2 separate regions of the Gossypium arboreum genome follow, and region 2 is linked to region 1. A link is a contact called in public Hi-C data. All regions are on one chromosome and are shown on one strand. The core of a region is the stretch at or near the end of the contact, and the rest is flanking DNA. Distances in the headings are between cores, read along the strand shown.

The links. A called contact is a pair of places that touch in the nucleus more often than the background predicts.
Region 2: a contact with region 1 is called in a Hi-C map of leaf, with 4 times the contacts expected there. The contact joins the promoter of LOC108474282 here to the promoter of LOC108483255 in region 1. A contact is called at or near these places in 2 of 5 Hi-C or Micro-C datasets (both in leaf).

The regions. Positions count from the first base shown.
Region 1 is chr11:54,769,107-54,771,806 of ASM2569848v2, forward strand. LOC108483255 reads left to right here and starts at 1,355. Exons shown (of 1, transcript XM_017786544.2): 1 at 1,355-2,479. The coding sequence starts at 1,417. The coding sequence ends at 1,884. It overlaps LOC108483254, which reads right to left. Exons shown (of 14, transcript XM_017786543.2): 14 at 2,089-2,700. The coding sequence ends at 2,358.
Region 2 is chr11:54,937,703-54,940,402 of ASM2569848v2, forward strand. It overlaps LOC108474282, which reads left to right and starts at 1,292. Exons shown (of 9, transcript XM_017776250.2): 1 at 1,292-2,133. The coding sequence starts at 1,642.

The DNA.
Region 1 (2,700 bases), core at 105-2,604:
ACAAATAAACTCTAACAAAATAAAATGAAATTGAATAATGTGGATTAACATGATGGGTCAAGTCGTGTAAAACACGAATATATTTCTTATGTCACAAAAAAAAGTATCATGCTAATATAATTATAGAAACCCCAACCTCAATTCGTTTCATATTAACAAACAAACAAAAAAATCAAATTTATCAATTACCAATGTTATTTTAAATGCAATATAATATATGAAATTTAATTTTATACAATTTATACATAAAATTTTAATTAGATTTAGGTTTCACAAAGTATTAATAACATTATCAACATAGCATCATTTAGTGTATACAAATAAATATTTATTCAATAGGAAAATAAATTAATATAGTCGGAGCAAAACCCTAAATTTTTTGAGTCAAAATTAAGCTGCATATTTTATAAGAGTTAAAATATAATTTCATTAATTAAAAGAATTAAATCAAAATTTTATGATTATGGGAAGATCAAACTATATTTTATCATCTATTATTTGTAATTTTATAGATTTGAGTCTAAAGAAAGTTATACCATTTTTGGAGTGGGGACCATGATCTTATGTATGTAATTATTTTTTAAAATTTATACAATTGAATCAAAATTAAATTATTATCAAAATTATAATAAAATTTTTATTGTAATTATTTTACATTAAAAATTATATATTAAATTATACATTAAACTGAATTTAATGTATTTATCACTAACAATAAAGCATGATTTGTGATAATAAATTATTTTCAAAATTAGCAAATCTAGGTGATTATTATTATAGGTAGCATAGGTATAGGTCCTTTCTCTCAATACACGTAGGGTTTTAGTTAAATAATAATTTAATTATGTAAATTACCAACACAGAAAGCATAAAATGATAATTTCAAAAATCAAAAATCCTCGTGCGGCCACTTTCCACTCTCCGCCGTGGCTCGAGACCCTTTTATCCTTTCCACGTCTTAGCGTTCTTCCAAATCTCATAAACAAATTATTTTCAAAAATAATATGTTAATAATTTTATAATACACATTTTTAAGGTTTTCAAAAATAAATTCAACAGATTTCAATAAACTCTATAAATGGGTTGCGTTGGTTTTTTTTACAATTACTTTTTTAATTTTAACATTTAATTCTTTTATATGGTAAAATCCAACTTCCAAGTCATTTTGTCCTATTGCATGTGAGGGTAAGAAAGCTAATGTCATGGACCATTGTGAAGATTTTCAACTACATGATCCAACGGTGATGAACTTAACATTGATCTACTACACTCACACTAACATGTAAAGGCGAACAATGTTATATGAGGAACCTTCTTGGAAGCTAAGTGGAATTTGTTCTCCCCCCCTGTCTATATATACACAAACCAACCAAAATTTATTTACAGTTGGAGGGGAAAAAAAAATACAAACCTCATATGGAGTATTGTGAAGCAGAGCATGGATGTAAGAAGCACTCAAATCACCAGGAAAAGCAAGGTGTTTGCCCTTCTTGTCTTAGAGAAAGATTATCTTGTCTTACTCTTTCATACAAAGAAGCTTCACGGGTTACTTCTTCACTCTATTTTTGTCCTGCTCATTACTCTCTGGCTTCAAACCCTGACTCCCCGGCTCGACATAGTCATTCCCATATGCGGAACAGTTCCGGGGTGATGGGAATCATGGGGATGTCCTCGTCTTCCGGGGTAAAGCTTGGTGCCTCTAATGGTTTGAAGAAGAGTAGATCGATTGCTTTTGTACCAAGAAACTTGGATGAGGACGATGAAGAGACCAAAAAAGGGAAAAAGAAAAAAGGGTTTTGGTCCAAGTTAGTGCATTTCAAAGGGAAGAAGGACGCTTTCAACAAGTATGAGATTAACGATTGGAAGAGTGAATTAGTTTCCTAGGATTCAATTTCAATAAAATTGTGCATTTCTTTTTCTTTTCCTATGTTACTTGTTCATGCGATAGGAAAGAATATTCTAGCTTGAATCCTGTTGTTATTGGCATTTTATAAATGCTGGTTCTTTAATTAAAAAAAAAAAAAAAAAGGCTTATGCATCAACTTAAGGTTTTTCAGATGCTAGAATTTATCTTCGAAAGAGAGATGCTTTTTAAATTTTTTCACGAAAAGATTATATTATATATCACGTGTAAGAAGCTGAATGGAATGCCTAAATGTTCAATTCAAATTACAATTAGCTGGAATCATACAGCCAGGGAATAATTATTTTTCCCATATTGTATTAGTCTGAAATTTCCTGCTGCTGACCCCAAACATCTTTCATACAGGACTGTAAAAATTCAATGAGCTCTGTACATTTCATATCACAGTTTCCACGACAGCAACAGGCACATTTTTTTCCGAATGAATTTGATATCATCTTGTAGACTTGGTTTCTGTGTCGTTCTCATTTTCATTCTCGTCACTGTGGTCTACTGACGGTCGTTTCAATCTCTGGAATATCTCATCAAGGGACTCAGAATCGGATGAGTTGACATGGGAAATGAGTGTGGCTTCCTGATTCTGGCGTACAGGAAGAAACTTTCTGGCCTCAATATTTGCTTTAAAATTTTGAAAGCCAGATTTCATTGATCGCCATGTTGAGGCCAGTCCAGCAGATGGCCCACCCTTGAGGTTATCAGGATGCGAATTGCCTACCTCAAGCAATGAGACCTTAGCAGAGGTTATGTTATTCTCCACCGGTTTTGGATTTGATATT
Region 2 (2,700 bases), core at 42-2,541, 170 kb after region 1:
TGATGTAATTTATGAACATCTCAAATAAATTTGATCAAGTTTTCTAATGTGCTTCCTAAGTTGTTAATAACAGCTTTATAAGTTACCACTATGGCTTACGCCAACCAATTGATCCATTGTTGCTACATGAATTCAGATATATATAATTTAATTTATAAGTATAAAAAAAAAATGGAATATTTACCATTAACCGAAGATTAGAGACCTCGAAAACAGAAAATCCAAAACATATCCTTTGTCAAACTTTATATTTTTCACTCACATGAAAACAGGGCTTATTTAATTGATGTTTGGAGTTAAGAATTCTAGTTTGAAACTTGTGGGTTTAAATTTTGATATAAAATTGCACATGTATAAAGAGAGTCCTATATGCTCAGAATTTTAATATGTAAAAGAAATTAACTGTTATTTTCTGCCAAAATATGCTGTCCTTGTTTCCATCTAGAATTGCCAGACAGGCATTCATGTGCTCAAAATTCGTATATTCATGTATATGTACATAAATATTTTCGTATAATGTTGGAATCATATTTTTAATGTAATCGTACGCTGTATCTTATAACCAAACTGGTAAGAAAACCAACGAAAGAACAATTCCCATGATGCGGATTTAACAAAAAAAAGAAAAAAAGAACTATTAATTTATTTAATACTGTATCATAATTAAGAGATTATTAACTCATTTCCACTTTTTATATAAATTTTCGAATCATTGGGAAGTCAAACATAATTTAATTGGATTTCTCATTTATATATATTTAATGTTTTTCAATGCATCCATATTAGTTTATACTATTTAATTAATAAAATCATTAAAATTAAATATATTGAAAAATAAAAGGTAATGTAATCAATCATCTATCTATTTAATTGGTTTATATTGATTCATAAATTAATTAATTTTAATTTTTCTTAATTCAATTATTCTAATTAAACAATCCAACTCAATTAAAAAAATATTACAACACCAAACTTTCAAAACAAAGAGGAATTATATAAATTATTTATTTTATTTTAAGTGTTCAATACAAATCAAATTCTAATTAATAAAATTATTTTAATTTTTATTACTTTATTATTTTAAAAATATGAGTTTAATATTATTGTTTTTATACAAATGGTAGGTGTACCAGTTAATAATATTAAAGAATATTGATGGCATAATTAATAGGAGCCGTTGATTTCTCATTTCTTCTCCCAATTATAATCGGACGGTGTATTGTTTTAGACTATTTTACTCATACAAAATACTAATAATAAATACTTGTCCTTCTTCGTCGCCACAGGAAAGTAATGATGACACATCGCCAAATCACTGAAATCAGTGAGTTAATTACCATCGCTATCACTGTAAGTTACTGAATTTATAAAACCTTACAAATCCAAAAATCAGTTATAGGAAAAAAAAGAAAAAAAAAAAAAGAAAAGAAAAGAAAAGAGAAAGGGAAAATTACGCTGACACCCATAAAAACTACAGCTCATCTCAACAAAGTCTACACAGTATCTCTCTTTATCTCTCTAGACTTCTCTCAAACATTTTCCGATGTCCACCGTAACCGTCTTCAGATCCCCCTAACGAGCCGCTGAGTCTCTTGACTGTTTTTTTTTTATTGAAATCAGTATTAGATTTTTGTTTCGTACATGGCGGAGGAAGACGTCGTTCCCAAAACCTTCCGAGCTCTCGTCGAGAGCGCGGACCGTAAATTCGCACGAGTCCGGGACTTACCGTCGTACGGACGAGCACAAGGCCAACACTATTTCCAGAAAGTCTTCAAAGCCTATATGCGGTTATGGAAGTACCAGCAAGAACACCGAGCCGAGCTTGTCAAAGCCGGTTTGAACCGGTGGGAGATTGGCGAAATCGCCGGTCGGATCGGCCAGCTGTATTTCGGCCAGTACATGAGGACGAGCGAGGCTAGGTTTCTGGTCGAAGCCTACATTTTCTATGAAGCGATTTTGAAGAGAAGGTATTTCGAAGGGTGTGGAGTGAAGGATCTTCGAGTTCGGTTTAAGGAGTTGAGATTTTATGCCCGGTTTTTGCTGGTTTCGTTGATTTTGAACCGGACCGAGATGGTGAAAGTTGTCGTCGAAAAGCTTAGAGCTCTTATTGATGATTGCAAGGCTAATTTCCGGGTAAAAACGATTTTTTTTTATTTCTAGAATTTCAAGCTGAATTTTTATTTGCTATTGTTGGCATGGTGCTTTTTTCAGTTTTGTTCTGCGCTTTTTAGCTGCTAATGGAAATTATGAATAAATAGTAAGAATAGAATTTAGGTTTACCTAAGAAGACATAAATTGTTTTTTAAAAGAAAAATTTTTAAGAACATGAAAGGGAGTTCATTGAGTATTATCGATTACCATTTAATTACCAATAAATTAATTTCAAAATAGTTTTCCTTTTTCCCAAATGAATAGTAAGAATCGGGTTCAGGAAACTTTCGTTAAGAAGTATAATCTAAATTTTCATAAATAATCTAAATTTGGGAAAATTAATGCATTACTCAGCTTTATTTCCTCTGCCCCATAATTTTTTTCCTTATTTTTGTAATATCTTCTTCACTGTTTTGCAATAAAAATAAAAAGGAAATACAGTTGGGCCCTTTGTCTTTGATTTCCTTAAAGTGAATTATCTCCTATTTTAATCACCTTTTAATTTATTTGGTAGTGATGACTGGGCTAATTCCGATGTTATTTATGCTT